2 separate regions of the Drosophila melanogaster genome follow, and region 1 is linked to region 2. The links are chromatin contacts, called in public Hi-C maps. All regions are on one chromosome and are shown on one strand. The core of a region is the stretch at or near the end of the contact, and the rest is flanking DNA. Distances in the headings are between cores, read along the strand shown. Region 1 holds the start of bowl (brother of odd with entrails limited). Region 2 holds the start of E23 (Early gene at 23).

What was found. Hi-C and Micro-C count contacts between places; a contact is called where the count stands out from the background.
Region 1: a Hi-C map of the OSC cell line shows a contact between it and region 2, with 4 times the contacts expected there. A contact is called at or near these places in 3 of 107 Hi-C or Micro-C datasets (the OSC cell line, eye imaginal disc and wing imaginal disc).

What each region holds. Positions count from the first base shown.
Region 1 is chr2L:3,768,663-3,776,232 of dm6, forward strand. It overlaps bowl (brother of odd with entrails limited), which reads left to right and starts at 3,038. Exons shown (of 4, transcript NM_164557.3): 1 at 3,038-3,211; 2 at 3,799-4,032. It overlaps lncRNA:CR43704 (long non-coding RNA:CR43704), which reads right to left and starts at 1,792. Exons shown (of 1, transcript NR_073712.1): 1 at 1,264-1,792. CG43707 reads left to right here. Exons shown (of 19, transcript NM_001273077.2): 19 at 1-863.
Region 2 is chr2L:3,352,403-3,359,343 of dm6, forward strand. It overlaps E23 (Early gene at 23), which reads right to left and starts at 2,427. Exons shown (of 9, transcript NM_205900.2): 1 at 2,072-2,427; 2 at 74-1,312. The coding sequence starts at 990. CG8838 reads left to right here and starts at 5,244. Exons shown (of 1, transcript NM_134925.3): 1 at 5,244-6,216. The coding sequence starts at 5,348. The coding sequence ends at 6,019. GramD1B (GRAM domain containing 1B) reads right to left here. Exons shown (of 10, transcript NM_134926.4): 10 at 6,238-6,941.

The DNA.
Region 1 (7,570 bases), core at 1,788-4,287, 420 kb after region 2:
GTCTAATGTATATAGAATTCGGCTAGGCTAAATCCAAATTCAAATTGCAATGATTAGGTATTCAATGGCTCAAATCCAGGCAAAGGCAAGGCAAATGTTTTTTAGATAAATGTCTATTTACAGAAAGGGTAATAAAATAGTACGAAAATAGCTCAAGCGAGACCAAAATTACAGATTTATCAGAGTGTAACAGTTCGAAAAGTCGTTATCAAAGTCGAAGAAGATTATTCCCATTTTCCATAGCTGCTTCCATCGCATTGAGCACAACAATTTGTGAATAATAAATAACAACGGTTTTCGTCCTTATTGGAAACGATTATTAGTTAGACGCGATTACGATATAGGCCAGGATTAGTTAGCTTTTTGATATGTTGGATTTTTTTTAGGAAACACATTCATTCACAAGCATACACACACACATTACAACGTTCATAGTAGGTCAAACAATAATATAATAGCGATTAATTCGGAATCCAGTAGTTACTTTGTCATATAAAGATATGATCTTTAAAATGCTGATTTCCTGTTTTTTTGGGTCAGTGTTCAAATACCGAGATTGAGTGAGGATGCAACAATTTTGAAGCTTCTTTTCGTTTTTATTAATACGGTAACGAATATATATATATAAATATATATTTTATATATTTTAAATAGAGATTTCCAATTTGGCGAGGCGTAAAAAATTAGATAATAAATCTATGCATTATGATGATTATATGATATATACATAAGAGTCAGCCATTTTATGTTGTTACTCATCGAGTGGAAAACGAGACAGCAAAAACCTAACACAGAAAAAGGAAAAAAGAAAACTAAATAAGAGCTTTAATTATTAAATAAAAAATATACCAAGAACAAATGACAAATGTGCCTCTTGCTGACAGCCCGGGGGCATTGAAATGCATCTAAACATCATTAATTTGGCTCAACGATCCGATTCCCATTGGAACCCGATTCAGATTCGGATATGGTCCCAGGCCCAGCCCAAAAGTATCAAACACACCAGCTACCTGCTGGGGCCAACGAAGCATTTCGAATGCGATCAATGAACCTGTTGCTTTTGGCCCTCTAGCTACAAACTACCAGCTGAACTCCGAGTTGGCCACATGTTTTACACAAATTTCAAGTAATTTATTTTAAAATCGTAAAGCGATGCAAAATATGCAAGGAGGGAAGCCACTTCAACCGACGGGCACTCAGAAAAATCACAACGATCTTATGGTTCGCATTAGCATATATATCTTATTTGTACATCTTTATTTTAAGCAAAAAGAGCAAGGTAAGGGTTAGATATTAGATATTATTATTAAACAATAGTCAATTTCAATTTTATGTATTGTGGAATCCAATTATAAGGGAGACCAATTATGGTAATTATTTATTTTATTTCTTATTTACTTATTGTTATTTATATATGCTGAAAATTATTTTCCGAGTGCAGCAAGAGCAACAGTTGTTGATGGGGGAAGTCGACGACGACTAGCATAACAATTCGCTCGCCCTATGAGGCAGCTACCGTTTTTCCGTCTTCTCTTTTCTACCACTTATTTCTGGTCTTCTGCCTGTTGCCGCTTTGTATCTCCATTTCCACTTACTGTTTTTGCAGTGGCAGCAGCCACAATTTAGTTCCACTGTGCAGCACCTTAATTACATGGCTACGGACTCTCTTTTGTTGGGTACTTTTCGGGTTTTTCTTTTCTGCATCTCGGAATCATTACGACCATGATCACCGTCGTGGCCGAAACGTAACTCCCTCTACTTTTGGGACCCTAGCTGATTTTTGGTCTTTTTGTTAACGTCTTTTCTTTTACCACTTGACCGCATTGATGCTGCATTGCGAGCAGAGGTTGCCAGATTGTTAGAATAGAAATTTTACAGTCTATTATAATAATATAAGACCTATTTACATAGCCTAGCTCGAATCAATCATTTACCTATGTTTTATTTTTTTCCAAGTTCCCGTGCTCGCCTTCTTTTATAAGGACTAATTACCATTAATAAAAGTCAGTCTGGCGATAAGATGGTTTCTAGACTTATATTGTTTTACGACCTATTTCCATAAATGAATTGTATAACTCGGCTGCCGATTAATCATCAGTGTATATTTAAATACATATGTATAAATATTTTTCCCTAAAGCTACCAACTAATTATTCCAAATAAATATTTACTTATCAGTAGAACATTGGAACTTGTCATAATATAGATATATAGTCGTGTGAGTAATGCACTTTATTTCACCCCAACTTTCGACTTGGCAACCCCTTCTTCGAAGAAACCTTATCACCTTGCCTCCCTAAAAATGCTTTCTGATTAGTCATTCCCCTAAATGAAACCGCAACAAAAGCCGAAGAACAAAATACACCCCCACTAAAAAGGCATAACAATAAACAGGGAACTACCAGAGTTACACCCTCCTCCTCCTTTTCGGGTGAAGCCACCATAACGATCCATGGGCAGCAGCAGCAACGGCAATCTGGCAACACCCGGGCCAATTGTACCCTACCCTCTCGACTGGGCCAAAAAAAAAAAAGCAGTCGGTGGTAGTCGGTAGTCGGTCGGTAAACAGGTAGCGCTCTAACTGACAATAACTCGTCGTACGAATGCACGTTCCACGCTCCGCCAGTGCCAGTCTCCATATAAGTCCGTCCACGGGCCCATCCGTCCATTTAGCAGCGTGCGACTGGCGGCCGGTTGGGTTTGGGTTGAGTTCGGTTTAATTCCTCTCCTCCACTGAAAGAAATGTCGTACTATATTCAAACTGAATATAAGTTACTAGTTAATTCAGAAAAATATGTAAATGCATCCATTATTTATCTAGTATATTTAAGCAGATAGATTTATACTGTTGTTATTTACAGAAAATTAGAGCCTTACTCTTCAGATATTTAAGAATTGTTAAAACTTTTTCCACAGTGCACTAAGCTGGTTTTAGTGCCACTGCTCGCTACTCGTCGCTTGTCTCTTTCTACGCATTTCTCAGCCCGCGATTCTCTCGATTCTCTCTTTTTCCATTCGGGCCCTGTTTCTTGGGTTCGTGGCTCAGTCTTCGAGAGTTGATCGTGGCCAACGCACCTGCGCGCGGATCGCTGGTAATAGCTGTTGGAAAAGTGAACTGCATTGTGAGTGCCTCTCGCTCTATATCTATCTGTATCTTTCGCCGCCGATGTATCTTATTGAGCGGGCCCAGAGCGCTAGTGTGTGTGTGTGTGTGAGTGAACTTGTTGCATCGCCAGTTGCCTCGAGAAAAGCGCTTTTCAACTGCAACTGACTCTGTGTGTGGGAAGAGTTTGGGACTACTTGAGGAGCGAATTGGTAGCTGCACTGGCTTCAGCTCCTATTTCAAACAAAATGTAGAAAAACACATTTCAGCTGCCGTGTATCTCTCGTTCTCGTTCGGTTTTCAGTTCGTTGAGGTTGAGGTTTCGGTTCGGGTTTTTCTTCGTTCGGTTTTCATATCTGTGAGATACAAATACATCGTGTGTTTGTGCGCGAGTTGTACGTGGATTTTGGAAGGAAAAAAACTACGTGGTTTGTGGTAGCTGACTGCCGTTGATGCTGCTGCTGCTCCCGTAACCGCCCCCCTGCCGCCCCCTCAGCCCCACCCCCTGGGGCGATCGTGCCGTGATTTGAATCTCAAAATTGTCCCTTAGTGTGCGTGTTTTTTTAAATACATTTACTTGAGAATGATTCGGTGAAATACTTGTTAAAATTAAAATCAAACCTGAAAATATAACAAAAAATTTCCGACAAATATTTTGAAAATTTTAATAAAATTATTTACTTTTAAATTCACAGAATCGTATTAACAGAAGTCTTCAAACAAATACAACAAGAAAAAACAACATACAATTCAAGTGCCACTTAAATGATATAAATTACTACTTTAAAAACCAAAAACAATGCCAAGCATTTCAAAGCTTACAAACTGACAAAAAACCAGCAAAATCATATTGAAACAACTACTTGGATACTTTAGGACGCAAAGATAAAGCCCAAAGAGCCTGGGGCTTTCTTCTGTTTAACCCACAGGTAAGATTCCGCCGAGAACAGGCCCTGCCTTCCCAGATGAACACAAAAATTCCACACCACTTATTTTTACTTGTTTTATTTTTTGTTGTTTTTTTTTTTGTTTTCTGTTTGTGGCGTAGGGCTAGCTAATTACGTTTATTATTTTTTTATTTTGGTATTTTTTGCGTTGGCCAAAAAGGCAGCGAGTACAAAAATATAACGAGTACGCAGACAGAGAAGGAGAGAGAGAGAAAGACCCAAGATATATCTCAAAACCTGCTCCACAAATAGAATGAGACGGGGCGAAAAAACAGGAAAGAGAGCGCAACAACGTTGGCGGTTGGCGGACTGTCGACCGACAAGCGGCTTCCACTACAACTGCATGTGCCACTGTCATTGCCACTGAACTCAGTGTGGTGCCGCACAGTCCACGGTGGAGTACGTCCCCCATCCCCCCGCAAACTTCCCCACCATCCTGAACCACCCGCTTGCCCCATTGTTGTTGCTGTGGCGCTCAGTTCGAGTTGGTCGGTTCGAGCCGGACTCGAAAAACCTTCGCTTGGAATTCTGGGGGTCTCTTATGGGTGCTCTTGGTAAGGGTACTTCGTTTGAAAATGGTGTACACAATTTGTAAAATATTATTTAAAAATATTAATCGGTGTTAATAACGTTACATTTCTGAAAAACTTTAATTTTACAGAATTTCAAAGCATCGCGTTAGGTTTTAAAAATATATTTTACGAAATTTAGGCAAACTTAGTTTAATAAGCTGATAGTTTATAAGCTTCTTATTTATTCCAGTGTTTTTTTTTCAACAAGTCTACTCTAGTTTGATCTATAGTATTATTTACTTATTTTGCCTAGGGTATTAAGTGCATCGGCTTTATAGATCGTGATTTTTCACATGTTTCTTTCATTTCTGTTTCTTTTCTTTGTAAACCAGTTCACTTGTAGCCAGTGCCAGTGGCCAGTGGTCGCTCTCGCCGTCTTTTTCGCTCCTTCTCGGCTTGGAATCCGGTTTTTTTGGTTTTCTGTTTTCGGTTTTCGGTCGTGGTCGCTGTCTTAACTTGGCTCGATTCAGATTCGGAGCTCGGCTGGGGCTTTAATTGTCCAGAACGTGTGGCCAAAGAGGAAACGCAATTGCCGCAAGCTTCTGTTGGGTTCAGATACCGATTCGGATTCGGATTCAGCCTCAACCTCAGACCATCATCATCATCGTCATCTACATCTCTTGATTTCTTTTAAATGCTTTACTTTTTCCTTCATTTTTAAGCTTTTTTTTTGTAGAACGCCTCCCGCGCTCTCACAGTCTGAGTTATTATTATTTTTTTTTTGTATTTTTTGGTTGCGGTTCTATAAAGTTATTGGCTTTTGTTTCGCCTCAGTGGAGATCTATTTTGGATATTCATTGTCTTGCTTTATGGGCCATTTGGTTTTGTGTCCAAAAAGAGTTTTAGCATAAGAAAGGGAGTACCATAAAAGTTTATTACGCTTTACCTCTTTGGGTGGGTTTTCCTCTCCATCTTGGGCCACCAACTATCATTTTTCGGTTGCACCAGCAGCAGGGGAAAATGTTGCTGGTAATTGCCTTGTGGCAGGAAAATTGAAATCGAAATTAATTAAAATCGTGACAAAATACTTGATGAATTTAGATTTACCATAAAACCGCAGAACAATGGCTCGTTAGGGATCGCCATATTCGGGTTTTAAATTGAAATGGCTATATGGACACGCCTCGTTTTGGCACGTGTGTATAATTCACCTGATAGACCAGTTCATTTATTGTTGTTCTGGAACGGGAACTCATCAATTTTGATGGGGAAATTAGATGTTGTCTAGGGAATATGAATTTTTAATGCTATCAATGAAATCAGACAGCGGAAAGGTGATTATCAGTTTACATGTTTAGTTTTGGGCTGGGTTCCAAAAGTTGTCGAAGAAAAAAATATATAAATAATTTGTACCAAGATTTGTGTGCAATTAGCATAATCCAATTGCATTTGAATTAATAAATCATAGTCTTAGTGCTTCTACACTTATTAGCATAAACTCTTCCAATAAATAAGAATTGACCCATTGAAATTATAACACAATAGATTGCCTGAAAAAGTAGCAATCCGACCAACAAAAGATCTTAAGAGTTCTATTCAAGGGTGAAATTTTTGAATGGATTTAGTTCGAATGAAAGGAGCAGCACAATATGACAATAGAATTTATACGAAGATCGGCTTAGCATTCAAAGTGGATTACTTCAAGAGGGATTAGAAAGAGTCAAAGTTAAGCCGAAATAATTCAATTTTAGGAACTAACTGTCTGAACTTCAGTTAATCCTAAGAAGGTTTCAATTCAAAAAAAAATATTTATTTCAGCAACCAGAGGAATCTGGTTATCTGCAGCTCGCCATTTATCATTTAATAAAAATCCATTGGTGGATATTCTTGCTCACTCCGCGTGCTCCATACTTTAATCATAACAAATCTTTGGTCGTAACTTGAAAGCATTTTCAATTTATGCTAACGACATTATCAATCCTGCTGCAGCTGCATTCCCGAACCCATAAAACTTCATTAGCAGTTGTTCGTTTCCAGATTTCCCCGCGAAATTAGCAAAGCTTTTTAAATTAATGGCCAGCACACACAGGAACGCGGGGGGTGGCGGAGGGTTGAGGTGCAGGGTTCTGGCCAGCACTCCAAATGTGTAAATCTCATGGATATTAATCAAGAAAATTATAGACAAGGCTGCGCAGGAAGATCGCCTGCCTACCTCGGGAGCAAAAAAAAAAAAAAAAGAGAAAAACAACAACGCAACTTGCTTTCCACCGAGGGCAATGATTATGCTAGATTTTTAATAGCTTTGACTATAATCTCAGATGCTGCTTGGGCCCGAAAGGGTTTTCAGATTAACGCATGTGAAGTGCAGGTCTCTTTGGTTCTCCTCTTCGACTATAATTATAAGTCTGCGTCGGTTTTTCCTCCTCTCCATCGCTGTCTTGATTATTAGCTACCTTCACACAAACATATGCACACTCGGTGGAAGAAAAAGTATCCCGAAGGGATTAAAACACACAGCCTGGCCAAGAGCATTCCGCACTGCACAGCGGATCTCGGCGACCCTTTTTCCATTCCTTCACCCGTAATACCCATACCCATACCCATACCCATTCTCCTCCTCCGGGGAACTCCTCCCACCACTCCACTTTTCTTCGTCGTCATCTTCTGGCTTGTTTGTTGTTGTTGGCCGGTGTTTTGTAAGCAAACTGAAGTGCATATGGGGGCCCGGTAAGCACTCGGCCCAGAAGATAAGGTCCGAAATAAAAGGTTTACTGATAGACCGCGGGTGTACCTCGGCCTTAAAATTGTGGTAGGTATTTCTAGCTAACGGTCCCTATTTCAAAAACCATTGCTAAGAACCTTTAAAATAGTTGAGCTCCGGTTAGTAGGTAACATGGGATTGATCTTACTGATTCATATAACGTTAAATGATAATTTAATTCAAAATTATTTTTTTCTTGTCATTGAGCAACATTCTGTTTTCTGTAAATACACAGATCCTTCTAAGA
Region 2 (6,941 bases), core at 1,177-3,676:
ACACACACACACCTGAATTTATGTAGGTACGAGCTTGGCTCGGAAATTGGGTCAACGCTGATTGAACACTCACCTTTTGGCATCAACTAAAATGCTTTTGCCTATATTGGCCAGACCATTGGATGACGTTAGATTATCCGTACTTGGTATCGTTGTCTGTGATGTGTGCGTAAATTCTGAGGACGTTGAGCTGGAAGATGACGACGACGTCGAAGATGCTGATGATGAGGCAGAGGAGTCGCTGCTGGCCACCGATGTCGCTGCTGTCGCATCCGATGTTGCAGGCGGGGATGCAACGCTTGCTGCTGCTGCTGCTGCTGCGGCCACTGCCGATGTTGCCGGCTCCACTTCGATCTGGAGGCGGCAGTCGGCCACTATTTTGGCCAGATTGCGACGGCTGGCACTCACCAACGGTACCTGCTCCGTTGTCTCGTTGTCATTGTCCGATGATCCCATATCGACTGCCTCAACACTTTCCACGATCATCAAATTCATTGGCATTTTTTCGTAATGAGTCGCCGCTGCTGCTGCCTCACACTTTGCCTTTTTCTTGGCTTTGAGCTCCTCGGGTTCCTTTGGAATTTTCTGAATTTTTGCCAATTTGCGAGGAGCAACACAGGCGGCAGCAACTGCAACTGTTTCCTGTTTAGCTGGTAGTGTTGTTGCTGCTGCGGCTGTTGTTGTTGTTGTTGCTGCTGCTGCTGCTGCTGCTACTTTTAATGACTCCTCTACAACTTGTTCAGCTGCTCCTGCTGTCGAGTTTATTACCAACGAAGTGGCCGTCGTCGTTGTTGAATTTATAATTGCCGGCTGTTGTTGCTGCTGCTGCTGCTGCGACTGCTGATGCGGCTGCTGATGCGACTGCTGATGCTGCTGCTGATGCTGCTGCTGATGTTGCTGCTGGGTTGCCAGCGCCGCGGCTCCACCTTCTGGTATGATTGTTGCAAAAATTTGTTCGCCAAATATGAAAAGATCCTTGGAAATAATCATTATCACCTTTTTGTGAACGCTTAGCTGGATGTTGTTGGTGTTGCCGCCACAGTTTTAAATATACGTACGTGTGTATTGGGGGGATTTTAAATGTAAATCTTGTTTAAATATATCTATGTGTATATGCGTATACAACTTTTTGCTCGTCTTCTGCCTGCACTCGCCTTAAACACGTTTCGTTTCGTTTCGTTTATTTTAATGCATTAAACATATTTTGCGGCTCTGGGAACTTGGCTTTTTTGGGGATTTCTTTAAAATTTCATAATTCCCTGGCTTGTCTGGCTTGCCTCCTTTTTCTTTTCTTTTCCCGAGTTGTGGCCGACTGTAATATAGTAAGAGCAGAGAAGAGTACAGATATAATTAATATGTAAGCCAAGTGAAACAAGTTGTGATATAATTTTAAGATTTAAGAGATTACATGATTATGAATACACAAAATTATTTACATTTTCGACAATGATGTCGGAAGGTAAAAAGTCAGGCAAGCACGGAAACAAAGTGATGATTTTATTATTATGAGCAGTTTGCTTTTTGCTGCACAATCCCAGTGAATTGCATTCAATTTATAATTTATTGTTACTAGGAATTCGTTGCTTATTCAAGTTGCAGTGCTAATTATTCACGCGTTATTCATGCGATATCTCTGTTATTCACTGGAATCAGATGCTCGCCAGCTCTCACCGAAACTATTCACTTCATTTCAGGCTTCACTTAATTCGTAAAAACGTTCTGCAATTTTAATAATTTATTTAAACTTGAAAATGTTTGCCTCGACTTCGAGGAATCTCCTCAAAAACTCAGATTCTACACAGCTTTTTGGCTTGAGAACTTTTCCGACAATTTCCTATATGCACTGCCACCGGCACAGAAAAAGATAATGAAAAGGAATCGCAGAATATCGGTGAGAATTGGGGAGAATCAGAGAGAAGTGGAGACGCCTGGCGAATTTTGTTATATTTGTCAATTAGCCCGCGCGAAACAAAGCGCCAGAGCAAAACGTCAGTTTTCATTTTTAGCGATTTCAGTGTGTTTGAACAACATATAATATAAGGTAAATGCAGTAATTGCAATAACAACGCACCCAAAAAGCGAAGGAAGGTAATAAAATTCTTTGTTGCTTTTTCGAATTTGATATTAAAAATCGTCAGCACTTTTTTTGCAATTTAAATGATTTCTTTGCCTTTTTTTTTCGGCTTACTTATTGAACATATGTAGGTTTCTTGTAAACATTTTTGATAACACGCGTGTTAATTATTGGATGGGGAATTACTCGATTTATAAAGCCGAAACGAAACACGGACAGATCGAACGAAAAGTAAAGTAACGTAGAAACACGACGAAAAACAGAGAGCTATTCCGCTTTTCCACACAACGCGAGTTCGGCGCGCTTCAACATTGAAGAAAACATCCAACGGCGCCCGTTGATCTGAACGTACTGAACTGATCGCGGACCGTTAAAGCTAAACGCTTGCGCCAGCGCTCCAAAAGTCGCCGCTCATTCATTCCCGTTCTCTCGCGCTCTCGCTCTCGCGCACTCTCCCCCCACACTCATTCTCGCCGCCTACGATCACCACACGTGCGTATGGAGCTTGCACCGAGAAAAATCGCCCTAAGGTGTATGTTTTAAGTCGAGGAATGAAAAACCAAACAAATTATGGCTTGCATTCAGAAGGCATGTAAGAGATATCTCTGCAGTATCGAAAAATGATAAAAATTAAAAAATTAGATGATAAAGTTAAAATTTTATAAAGTAAGTTAAGAAATAATTGATTACGTTAAAATTAAAAATCCCTGGCCTTCTTTTGTGTAAACACTATTTAATACGAATTATAGTAATAAGTAGTTATATTTTTTTAAGTGCAGTCTCTCTCCCTTGCTCTCTTTCTATTACATGAATGTTAAGTTATCTCTGCGTACATTGCATTACAAATGTTATGGGCTTACAGCGAGATCACTTCCCCTGCTGTTCCCTAACAGTAACAGGGCTCAACATTTTGTTATCCATATTCAGTTCCCAACGAACTTTGGTAATCTTCGTTGATAAATAAAGCGAACCAATAAAAGTTGGTTATTTAGTTTGACTGATCTCGAATTTCAACTTGGTGATAGAAATTTAAGGTCTTGGCTGGCAACCCAGAAGTCATTCAACAAGTTTCGAGACGTTTTTGGAGTAGCAAGCGGTTTTCGGGCGATTTAATGTGTCTCGCGAAACAAAAAGTTTTACTAATTTTTGAGTCTGTCCTACGTTTCGATATCTTTTGAAGGCAATTTTTCTTCTTTACAAATTATATTGTACTTATCAAGGAGTTGGATCAACAATGAAATTTTCTATACCTTTTTTTAAGTACTTGAAATTAAAGTTGACAATAAAATATTTGTTGGTCTGCGAGCCTTTAATAGGGTACAATTAAAACAAATTAAGTCTCTAGAAGATTCGCTTCATAATTTCTTCTTAATGCTGTTAGGCAAATGCCCGCTTTCCAATCTTATCAGTCATTAAACTCGAGGGTAACCGCTGCGTATACGCAATTTGAATGCGTATACGAACCGTGTGTGCGTGCAATCCGCGGATACGATTGTGTGCGTGGGTGGCCAGAGGGCGGTAAGGGGAAAACGAGGGAGGAGGAGATTACACTTAGAACTTGGAACGATAATACAATTATAAGCCTTAAAATGTGTCACCTGCGCTGGGTCGTTGACCAAATCAGATGGAAAATAACGCACAATTGCATATTAGGCCTAAATAATGATGATTGTTCAGTTTGCAGCGAAATTATTAAGTTTATTGTGTTGCCATAAACTTGGAGCGAATAAGTCGCCAAGTTGCCGCTATGTTTTTTTCTCGTTTTCGGTGCGTAGCTCTCGGCTCTCTATAAAAAAAATTATTTTTTCCTGTTGCTGTGTTGGTGGTTTTACTGTTGTTACTGTTTTTTATTTATACGCACAATGTGCAAAATGTGCGAGACACCCATACAGTGGCACCAATTCACGCACACGCACTTGCTCTTAACCTTGAAAAAACACACAGCCAATTTGTTGTTGCTCTCGACTTCTGGTGGCTTTCTTTTTGTTTTTGTTTCGTTTTTTTTACTGAACTTTGTTTTTGTTCTACCGCTGATAAGATTCTTATTTTCTTTCTTTTTCTCCTTAATTTGCTCTTTTCTTCTTCTGATGTGTGCTAGTGCGTATGGTGGGCCATTTTTCTAAGTGTACGTGTGAGCGTACGGCAAATATTGAATTTCTAGACAAATTTTATTAAGCGATGTCGGAATGTGAATAGTTTCTTGGTCTTTCATTTTGTATGTTATTTGCTAAATTTTCTATTAATTTAATTTCTTAGTCGACTATATACACGTATGTGTATTATATACAGCTGTGTTGAAAATTGTAGCCAGTTAAGAAGGCAAGGTTGAAGATTGCAGTTTTTTATAACAATGTAGCCTAGTTGTATTTAAGGCCAATATAAAATCCATATATGTATGTATATAATATATACTTACTTCCCTACATCGAAGAACCGTTGAAAAGGCCCCCAAATTTTGCACGAATTGTTCCTGATTTTTATGCGGTTTAATGAACTTGAACTCTTATCAGTCAGGTTGGCTTTCTTGATATTGCCCAGGAGAGAGCTGTAATGCAACAAAAGAAGCGGAATAAACAAAGTCGGTGATCTTACTCATGCCATTCGGCGTCATGTGAATTTATTTTAGGATTTTGAACTTGGTTGAGTTGGGAAATAAAGCAGGGCTATCGAAATTGGGTCGCCATTTCTTTTGCTAGACTTTGTCGCTTTGGATATACGATTACTTAGGATAAATATAAAAAATCGACTTTATTTTAAAGTTTACATCATCTATTGCACATATACTTTATAAGCTTAAAAATTGTACTTTACGTTACTCAAGATTTATCAACAAGACGATCGCAATACGTAAGTTATAACATTAAAGTTACATGCCTATAAGTATGCAAATATTTTGTCAGCGTTTGTGTATATATATGGCATATACGTCTTTAGCTTTAAAATGCGTCTTTAAATAATTGTAATTTACGATCGCAATACGTAAGTTATAACATTAAAGTTACATGCCTATAAGTATGCAAATATTTTGTCAGCGTTTGTGTATATATATGGCATATACGTCTTTAGCTTTAAAATGCGTCTTTAAATAATTGTAATTTACGAAGGATTCAAAATTTTTAAGAAAATACCTCTGCCCAATACGTCAGATCACATGTTCATGGAGAAATCATTTTCCAACCACCCACTCAGTTTGTAGCAGTACAAACACCCCATTACACATTTATCACTAAACATTCAAAGAATTTTCCAAACTTTTACTCTGTTTTAAACACGATGACGTCCATGCTGAATACCCCGATAGTCTCCATCTTCGATTTGATGGTGGAACGTCACATCAGGCTGCGCAGGGAACTGAATGGAAATCTTCCGCCAGTTCGTCGGCCTAAAGCAGCACGTGGAGCTGCCGACGGAAAGAAACCTTTCAAATACAAACCAAGTCCGATGGAGTTTCCCTTGCCAGAAACACTGGAATTGATGTCTCCGCCAGCGGCAAATGCCATTACTGCCGCGCATTTGACCCAGAAACACACTTTCCTTAAGATCCAGCCACCGAGCGAGAAGAACGCAATTAAGAAGCTGGTGGAGAAGATGTCCCATGGACGAGGCAAGACCAAGACCGTGTCGCCAAGGCACTCCCTGTCCAGCAAGAAGACCAGTGCCAATTCCTCCAAGACGGTCGTCATTCAGCCTCGCAAAAGGAAAGTAGCCGGGCAGGGATCATTCCGTGCTCAGCCAAAGCTCGGCAAGACCAGTTCCACTCAGTTGAAGCGACAACCCCTCTCTCCCAGAAGGGCAGAATCTACAGCTAAGGATGCCAGTACGCTGAGCAAGACGAAGACCAAGAAGAGTTCGCCTGAAAAGTCGGGTGCACAGATGCGAAATACCAGGTCTGCAGATCGACTCGGCAATGCAGAGATTCCGGTCTCAAAACGATGGCGTCTTTAGAAGCGATAGATATACCAGTAGATTTTCATTCATTCAAGCTAATCAAATTTGCACCAAGTAATCAACAACTTTAATCACAGTGATCCCTCCATGTGATGGACCGCACTGAATCCCACATGAAGGCGATCCAAATTGAAAATGTACTTAAATATGGATTGTCTAGTTTATATACACATGAATAAAAATGTCATGAAATGAAATAAAGGCGTTATTTTTTTATTTTATTTATTCGGTTTTATAATAAATTAGAATTTTCATTGCTGCAGCTTAACATTCGGTCTCTTATTCTTGTATGTTCTGTTTAATAAGCCTAAATTGTGACACAAATCGTAAGCCAATTTAGCTAGGGCCCAAATTAATTTGACAAGAGTTAGTTTTTAGCGTGGTATTAACCAACTTAAAAATTTTGTTAGCTTAGATCTAAATGTATTTTTCTTAATTATTCCGGTTTAGTTTTCTCTTCACATTCAATTCGCACAGGTTCCTGCTTTTTTCAAGCTTTTGCTTTGTTTATTTTTGCTCTGGTACATTAAAATGCAACTACTACAGACTAACAATACTTGGCCATATATACGGATTATATATATGGTGTATATATAGAGTTACGCAGTTACTGGCCATAGCCTTGACTTGCGATTTGGATTAAATAGTTTGAAGCATCTTGTTTCTGATTCTTGTTGTGGTATTGGTATCGGTATCGTCTGTAAACGGGCGCCAAAAATCGAAAAAGGGTAAAGAGTTGGGAGGAGTTATACAAAAGAACGAAAACATTGCTCACAATTGTTTCGATTGGTTTTACAAAAGTATTGTACACAATAAGTATTTTGTATAATCGTTTTTATCAAATTTCCCCTAGCCATGGACTGGCAATTATATTAAAGTTATAGTTATTATATACTCTCCAGTTTGCCAGTTTTGCGCT